3 separate regions of the Mus musculus genome follow, and regions 1 and 3 are each linked to region 2. A link is a contact called in public HiChIP or PLAC-seq data. All regions are on one chromosome and are shown on one strand. The core of a region is the stretch at or near the end of the contact, and the rest is flanking DNA. Distances in the headings are between cores, read along the strand shown.

Region 1 (2,917 bases), core at 203-2,702, 740 kb before region 2:
CTCCTAAGGTTAAGGACCCAGGGCTTCTCTGAGGTGATATTTGTATAGCGGGAGCTGCTTTCAGGGTGCTGGCACAGAGCTGAGAAAGCGAGTCTGGACTCCCACTGATTGTGTTCCCTTGTGCCGCAAGGTTTGCTTTGCCTATTGCAAAAGAAAGAGCTGGAGGCAATGTCCTTTCCAGTTCTGGCATCCTGGGACATCATGACCTCAAGTAGGTGGTCCCTCCCTACCATCTGCTACAATGTCCAGTACAGTGGCTGCATGCTGTTGTTTGTATGCGTATAAAGATTAAAGTTACACAAAATGTCACACTGGCCACATTTCAAGGGCTGAGTAGCCACGTGAGGCTAGTGGCCCCTGCAAGAGGCACCAGCACAGAAACTGGACCAGAAGACCTGGGTGCAAAGCAGCAAGAACCAAAAGGCCTCGTGGTGGAGATGTTCCTGAGTAGGTCGGAGGGACAACCTTGGGGACACAGAAACACATCTATTTTGTAGGCATTTTTCAAGTAGGGCAGTATGAGGTGATAAGAAATGAGGTCCCAAGGCAAGCCCAGGTCTCTCTATGCTAGAGAGCTGGCAGCTAACTGGTCTCACTCTGGAAGTGACCAGGGGAATATATGACTAAGGGACGGGCTTTCCAAGGGCTGGCCTGGCCTCTTTCCATGTGTCTTCTCTGTACAGTAAGTCTGCCAGGGGACTTATCCCTTCCCCTTGTCATGCTACATACACATAGATCCCTAGGTTGTACTATGGCCTTTGATCACCTCTTTGCTCAACAAAACACTGAGCTCCGGGCACCTGTGCGACCACTATCTATGCCCAGTCAGCCTTGCAGGACAGGGAGGAAGGCTTAAGGATTATTTAGTGAGCCAAACTCAGTCTTGCTCAAAGTCCTGGCTTACAATGTGCTTGTACACTCATAAAAGTACCCTGGAACATTCTATCAGAGTCCAGTCTGCCTATGGGACACTCACCCTGAACCATCACCATGCTGTTCTCCATCGAAGGTGTGTGTGTGTGTGTGTGTGTGTGTGTGTGGTGCTGAATGATGCCTAGAAGGCCTTAGAAACGCAGCCCAACCTTTCCCAAGAGATTTAATGGCAAGCCGAAGCCCACACTATAGGAGCATCCGATCTCCACGTTCCAGGATGAGGTTGGGACAAAGACAAGCTCTTCCCTCCTTAGCCCCAGCCCCTTACCCTAGACTACCCGGAAAAGAGCTCTTTAGCTGTGGGCTCCAGTGGGAAACTGGTCAACCAGTACTAGGATACTGGAGCAGGGATCTGGGGCGGGGCCTGGGGAGGCTCCGCCCTTTGCGTCATTAAGGCGGGGCATCCCCCACCCAGAGCTCCAGGTAGCGGTGGAGCCAGCAACGGGAGATGGCGGGCTGCACTCGCCCGGAGGCGGGGGCGGGGCGGGCAAGGGGCGTTACTGCGACCCATGATGTCACTGTCGCGGCGGACCTTGGCGATTCCCGGCCAGCTGTGTTGCTCGGTTGCATCGCCGGAGATTGGAACAGGCAGCTCGCTCATGAGTCATGGACTTCCCCTGGCCCCTCCTCGACCACTCCCACTCTCTCTCAGGGCCCCCCCGTAGGGGCTAACGCGGGCGCGGCGGCTCCGAGGGGGTGGGGCTGCTGGGAATGGCTGTGCCCCCTTCAGCTCCAGTGCCGTGCTCGCCCTTTTACCTGCGGAGGCAGGAGCCTTGCCCGCAGTGCTCATGGAGCATGGAGGAGAAGGCGGTGGCCAGCGCCGGCTGCTGGGAGCCTCCAGGGCCCCCGAGGGCCGCCGTCCCATGCTTCAGCGTCACGGTGGAACAGGACGACATCCTCCCCGGTGCCCTGCGCCTCATTCGGGAGCTGCGGCCGCACTGGAAGCCCGAACAAGTTCGGACCAAGGTAGCCGAGAGGGCGTGAGGCCGGGGATGGGGCGCTGCCGGGCTGCAGAGGGGCTGCGTGGACGCCCGTCAGTGCATCCTCCAAGTGCGGGTTCCAGGGTTTTGCGGCTGTTGCGCAGGAGATGTTTTGGACCGTGGTTTGAATATGTGTGTAACTCTCCATTTCTCTTTGATCCCTATGCAAAGCTGGGCTCACGCTTCCCTGGACCCTCCCCATTCGCCTGCTCCTGCCGCCGGAGGTCCACCTGCCCACTGTCAGCGTGCTGCGCGTGCAGCCCCACCCCCTGTCGCTGCGTGCTTGTCCCCTAGTTGCTCAGAAGTGCTACCCAGCCACTCTGACAACCCGAGGAAGCACGAACTTTTAAGGAAACCTCCCCCTACACCCATGCTGTTCCTTCGCCCTAACTTGAGATCCAAGCCTCGGGGATCTGAGCATTCCTTGTGGCCCCAGGAGCCAGCCCTGTGCAATTCAGAATTCCAGCTAAGCCCTGAGACCTTCTTCACGTGGCCTCAGGCTAGCTCTGAGCAACGCCCCTTTTGACCCCCACTCCATTTTCTTCCCACCTCAGCTGAATACTTTGTCCCACACACACACCTGTGGGCAGAACTGCCCACTGCGAGCCCCTAGCTTACTCCCTCCCTCGCTGTCCTGCATTCTCTTAAAAACCTACCCAGCCCTACACCCCTGACAGCCTGCTTTGGAGGGTTCGGGCCCCATGTCATTGGCCTTCTGAGTATGGAAGGGGCAGCTCTAAGGAGAATCTGGGCTGAATGTGGTAACATTTTCAGAAGACCTGGTCAGGAACAGACAGTGAAGGCATCAAGCCATATTTGAGATTAAACCCAGCACTGCATACCAGATGCTAATCTGGACCCCCACTAGGCCTGTCGTCTCACCTAGAAGGGGTGGGTCCCCTGAAGTCCCATCCAGCTCTGCCCCATAGCGCCCATAAACCTTTAGTTCAGGGTTCCTCCCTCCTTATCACCCTGCCCAGAGAGTCTGGGCTCCCACTCATATT
Region 2 (2,708 bases), core at 142-2,641:
GGCCAACAACTGATAAAAATCAAGATCTCGGGGGAGGAGGGCAGGTTTTGAAGTTTGTGTTTGTTTATTTGTGACTCAGGCTAGCCTAGGCTGGTCAGGAATTCACACTTAACCCAGTAACTCCTTGTGGGTTTGAACCTTGCGCAGTACTTCTACCTCCGCTTCCTGAACGCGGAGGCTGCAGGCTCCAAACACCACAAGCTGCTCCCACTGTCCTTCCTTCCTTGAGGCAGTCAGACCATGCTGCCCAGACTGGCCTTGAACTCTCAATCCTCCTGCCTCAGCTTTCAAGTGCTGCCACACACCAGGTTATATGAACCTTTTGAGTACCCAAGAAGCAGCTTTTGAATTTCAGCTCAGAGTGCCATGCTATAGGGCTAGGTCAGGCTTTCCTTTCTGACAGAGAGGCTGTATACTTTCCAGCCGGAATATAAGGGAGCAGATGCCCGAGACTGCTGTCGCTTGAGGTCTAGGTCCTGCTGGCCCTTTCTGAACCCTCCTGGCTCCTCCTCCCAGCCACTGGAGAACTGCCACATTGAGAGGCAGAACCTGGGAGGCGTCGGAGCCCATTCATTTTTAATAGTCCAGCTGCCATGGTCTCCCAGAAGTTCCGCTGCACACAAGCACTCTCAGTTGCCAGGCCTGGGTCTTGTCAATGTTTAATGGAAGCAAGGATCTTATCTGGAGTTCCAAGTCGTTTAGATTACTCCTGTGTAAGGACCTGTAGTGTGGGATGGTGAAGACAGATGGAAGACTCCTCAGAGTGACCCTGCTGCTCCCCGGGGCAGGAAGGGGTTCTTAGAGTTAAAAACAGTGTGTGGGTGGCCCAGGAAACAACGCAAACGGGACAGAAAGCCCTATCTCACTTTGGTCAGGGTCTGACCACACTGTCAACAGCTCTGCCTTGGAGTCGATTCCAGGTGCCCAGTGCACACCCTGCCAGGGGCCTCCTGGGAAATCCAAGACACAAGGTAATGGATGAAGTCTGGAGGGACTTAAAAATAGATGTCCATTGAGCCTGTTCTGGTGTCCCTCAGCAACCAAATCTGCCTGTATTTGGGAGAAGAGACACCATCTGGCTTGCCTCTAGTATCAAAGTGTTGCATGGAATGACTACAAGTCCACACTAACCTGCCAGACTGAGCTGGGCCGCTCTGTGCTCCCGGTCCTGACTCCAGAGCAACTAGGGGAGGGACTAGTGCAGCTCCCCAAGGCCCCGAGGAATGCCTTACGCAGAGAGTCAAGTTCTATTTGGGGAATGGAACATCACGGTTCTAAACACAAGCCGGATGTTATTTACAAAACTTGTCTAATGGCCCAGCCTCCATACCGGTAGCTCATTGGCTGCTCGTCTAATGGCTCAGCCTCCATACTGGCAGCTCATTGGCTTCCAGCTCAGGTTTCTCTAGCGGCTTTCTCCGGACTTTCTCCCGTCCTACCAGTTTCCTCCGCTTACAGATCAACATTCCAGCCGAAGTGTCTCACTGACCACTGACTGTCACTCACCGATGAGACCTGTGGAGGGAAGCTGGCAGGAGCAGTTCCTAACTGGGAGACTGAGGCTTGGGAAGGGGAGACCGGCAGGAAAGAAAGTCAGAATGATATCACCCTGCCCTGCTGTCTGCCATTCTTATGAGGGTTAAAATGAAAGACGGCCGAGGGCCTCTCCCAGTTCACCCGTGAAGCTCGAGTCTAAGTGATGGGTCAGGTGATTTAAGCTTTTTCACTCCAATTCAGACGGTGGAGAAGTCTGGCTGAATGGATCAAAACTGGCCAGCACACTGGACAGACCATTCCTAACACCTGGCCTTTTGCTATGTTGTGTTTGGGGAGGTTGGACTAGAGACTGGAAAATCCCAACAGACATTCCTAAGTCCCGGGAAAGTCTGACGCTGAGGTGTCAGGACTGTGGGCACATGCTCTTCTTGAATATCCCTGGGTCTCTTAGGCCACTCTGTCCCCTTTGCTCATCATCTTGTCTCATGCCTGTTCACCCAACACCTGCTCCATCACCACCTCTCCCACACAGCGCAGGCCCGTGGGCTGCATGTGGTATGTATAATAGTAGTCCTTGCCCCAGTGACCCGTGAATATTCAGTGAGCTAACTCATGTGGAATGCTTGGACCAGCATGGAGTAAAACCTCAATAAATATTAACTGCTACAAATGCCTGTTGCTGTATGGTTTCTCATCCTCCATCCAGGGTAAAGGAACTTTAAAGGAACCCTGTCACGCGAGCCCTTCTAGGCCCTAGCATGATCCCAGACCTGAACACGGACAGCTGTGCCCCGTGGGTTTTCTCTAAAGGTCACAAAGACTCATCGAGAAATGTCCAGGCTTAGGCGCTGACCTAGGAAACTAAAGACGAGGCTTTATTCCATCAGCAAACAGGTGGGCTTCCTGAGAACGCAAGGACACCTGTGAACGGCTCATGAGCAACACAGTGGCCTGGCTAGCCACCAAATACTACCATGATGGTGCTGACCACTGGGTCCTTAGGATCTAGAGCAGAGGAGGTTTGGCAGGGCAGCTCAGGTAAACCTCCTGGTGAGAGAGAGCTGCAGAGTCGTGGCTACTTTAAATTGGGGGGGGGGGCATTGCTGGATGAAGAGAGAGCCTCACCTAGGCTCCACACATTCTGTGAGTGAGTAGCTCAGCACTCAGGCCCGTGGCAGAGGGTGTAGAGTGGCGCAAGCCTCTTACATAGA
Region 3 (2,868 bases), core at 89-2,588, 910 kb before region 2:
ACCATGACCATAGTAACTCCTCCTTCTCTTCCTCCTCCTCGTCCTCGTCTCCTTCTCCTTCTCCCTTTTCTTTTCTTCTTCTTTTTCTTTATCGAGACAGGGTTTCTCTGTCCTGGAACTCACTCTGTAGATCAGTCTGGCCTCCAACTCAGAAATCCACCTGCCTCTGCCTCCCAAGTGCTGGGATTAAAGGCATACGTCATCACTGCCCGACCACCACAGCAACTCTTAAAAAGGAAAACATTTGATTGGGGCAGGCTTACAGTTCAGAGGTTTAGTTCATTATCATCATGGTAGGAAGCATGGCAGCATGCAGGCAAATATGGTGCTGAAGAAGGAGCTGAGAGTTCTACCTCTGGATCAGCAGGCAACAGGAAGAGAGAGTGACACTGGGCTTGGCTTGAACATTTGAAACCTCAAAACCCTCCCACAGTGACACACTTCCACCAAGGCCACACCTCCTAACAGTGCCACACCCTAAGAGCCTATGGAGGCCATTTTCATTCAAACTACCAAATGTACTGAGTCTGTCATCCTGAGCTATTCCCTCCCTCCCCTCTCCCTCCTTCCCTCCCTTCTCTTCTCTTCTCTTCTCTTCTCTTCTCTTCTCTTCTCTTCTCTTCTCTTCTCTTCTCTTCTCTTCTCTTCTTTTTTGAAATGGGGTCTCACAGCGCAGCCCAGGTTGGCCTTGAACTCACAGACTGGCTTGTCTCTGCCTCTTAAGTGCTGAGATTAAAGTTGTAAACCACCACACCCAGTGATAGATACAGAGAGAGGACCTGGAGTGCATCCAGAACTGGGGTGCTTTTCGTCTATTGTCTTGGGGTGTGAAGGGGTGGGTTTAGGAATGATACAGAAAGAGGAAGCTGAAGGAATCTGGGTCTTGTGTGAGGGGAGTCAGGTGGGGAAGGTGAGTAGGAGGGCTAGCCTTGTGCAGTAAACATCCATCCAGACCCTTGCCCCACCCAATCTTATCCAGAATGTCTTTTGCTTGCTAGGTTCAGTTGAATGTAATGGAACACAGATTCTCTGTTGAGTTTTTGGCACCATGCCTATGGGTGTCCAGCTTTTGGGAGACATTTCTGACAGAAAAGGCTTCCACCAGGCCTCGGAGTAAACATCCTGTCGTTTTCTCGCTCTTTTGTACAATGCCATGACGGTGCTGACCAGTAAGAAGCCCAAGTGTGTGGGATCCACCACGAGCCAGGTTCTATGGGAGATCTCAGAACCTAGAGGTTGAAGTTAGCAGGGGCTGGAGGGATGGGGCTCTGGAATACGTAGGCAGAATGCTGGCCATATTCATCTGAAGGATTTAGAAGCACGTGGAGAAACTCATACTGCTGGCCTCCGTTTTGAACTGTGAGCTTTGTGAACTCGGCCTGTTTCTCAGTCTCTCTGACCTGCTTTCCTCTTAGGTTGTGGGTGGCACTCAAAGAATGGGTGGGGCGAGCCCTCCCTTTCCACGGGAACTTTGCCCTTTGTAAACAGAGTGGGCCAGGTGTTTGCAGCCCACACATCTTACGGTTTGGGTGTATTCCCTTTATGGCTCCAACCGATAGCCTTGTGGCCCAGATGAGGTTGGGTGGGGCAAGGGCCTGCTGTGAATGCGCTCAGCATCTACAGGCGACAGATTTGAATGGTGTTCTGGACTTTGTGTCGTAAGGATAGAATACTTGGTGCAAACAACTTTGGAGAGAGTCACTTTATTTTGTCTCAAGGTTTCAACTTCATCTTGATAGGGAGGGTGTGACAAAACCAAGCCTGGTGGGAAGGAGGGAGCAGCAGGAGAAGGAGGGAGGAAGGGAGGGAGAGGGAGAGAGAATGTCTGCTCTTCTAGACTATTTTCTCCCCCCCCCTTTTCTTTTTCTTTTCTTTTTTTTTTTTTTTTTTATTGCTAGGGTTTCAAGCACTTCAGGCAGGTCATGTAACAGGTGTGAGCCACCATGCCAGGTTCTTGTTTTCTACTCTTAATTCCATCCGATCTGTGAGATGGAACCCCTTACTTTCATACGGTTCTTTCCCGGTTCATTAATCCTTCCTTCCTTCTTATCTGCCTCCCTTAAGAAAACAACAGCAACAACAACAAACAAAACCAGGGCTTCAGTATCCCAGGCTGGCCTGGAACTTCATACATAGCTGAGGGTCATCCTTGAATTTCTGACACTCCTTCCTGAACTTCCGGAGTTTTGGAATTATTAATTTGCACCACCACACCTGATTTATGGTGCTGGGAATCGAACCCAGGGCTCTGCATATGTTATGAGCACTGTACTGACTGAGTTCCATCTCTAGCCCCCTTAGTACATCCTTTCTAGAAATACCCTCATGGATATACTCAGAGGTGTGCTAATCTCTTGGGTGTTTCTTAATCTAATCAAGCTGACAATCTTAATTACCACAATGGCTGTCCTTCCAACTGTAAAAAACGAGAACGTGGGGGATATCTATTTGGTGTGGGTATTAGAGTTGAGATTTCTGCCTCTCGGTCCCTTTTCGACCCATCGGGTCAGTTACCTGGTGGTGGATAGTTCAAGCAGGTGTACCTCTTGCTGGGTGAATGAGACTGGACATGGTGGGTTTCTGGTAACAAGATCTGGTAGTTACAGGATTGTGGCAGAGTGAGGAGAATTTAGCTGTTCACTGCTCAATGACAAAGCCACTCTAATTATGAAGTGGGCAAGCATCTTTCACATAGGCATCCCATTGTCTGCATCCGACACTCTGCCATGTACCCAACAATATACTGTATTCTTAGCTTGCCCAGAGGAACTTTTGATAACTGCACCTATGAAGAAACTATTCCTAAAATGATAGACCACTCTACCAAGATCATATTGGGGAGGTTCGAAATGAATTAGAATTTATGAA

What was found. HiChIP or PLAC-seq counts read pairs in DNA pulled down with a chosen protein or histone mark.
Region 1: an H3K27ac HiChIP or PLAC-seq map of epiblast stem cells shows a contact between it and region 2, with 4 times the contacts expected there. The contact joins the promoter of Etnk2 here to the enhancer-like site in region 2. A contact is called at or near these places in 3 of 39 promoter capture datasets (the HPC-7 cell line, liver and pre-B cells) and 3 of 115 datasets of contacts at active chromatin or transcription factors (epiblast stem cells, extraembryonic endoderm stem cells and stem cell-derived neural progenitor cells).
Region 3: a contact with region 2 is called in an H3K27ac HiChIP or PLAC-seq map of embryonic stem cells, with 6 times the contacts expected there. The contact joins two enhancer-like sites. A contact is called at or near these places in 1 of 39 promoter capture datasets (hippocampal neurons), 1 of 484 Hi-C or Micro-C datasets (pro-B cells), 3 of 115 datasets of contacts at active chromatin or transcription factors (embryonic stem cells and neural tube) and 1 of 9 other capture datasets (embryonic trunk).

The regions. Positions count from the first base shown.
Region 1 is chr1:133,362,120-133,365,036 of GRCm38.p6, forward strand. It overlaps Etnk2 (ethanolamine kinase 2), which reads left to right and starts at 1,453. Exons shown (of 8, transcript NM_175443.5): 1 at 1,453-1,899. The coding sequence starts at 1,645.
Region 2 is chr1:134,098,015-134,100,722 of GRCm38.p6, forward strand. No RefSeq gene overlaps it. Among named protein-coding and RNA genes, the nearest start is that of Gm32039, 4.2 kb to the left of the region's middle. Within about 2 kb of position 1,392, at least 401 of the 459 cell types and tissues checked have an H3K27ac peak or open chromatin away from gene starts, as enhancers often do. A contact at or near this core is called in embryonic stem cells, epiblast stem cells, extraembryonic endoderm stem cells and 1 more, where this site is marked.
Region 3 is chr1:133,189,228-133,192,095 of GRCm38.p6, forward strand. It overlaps a transcript of Plekha6 not described here. Among named protein-coding and RNA genes, the nearest start is that of Gm51648, 24 kb to the right of the region's middle. RefSeq lists an enhancer at 1-266. Within about 2 kb of position 1,339, at least 24 of the 459 cell types and tissues checked have an H3K27ac peak or open chromatin away from gene starts, as enhancers often do. A contact at or near this core is called in embryonic stem cells, where this site is marked.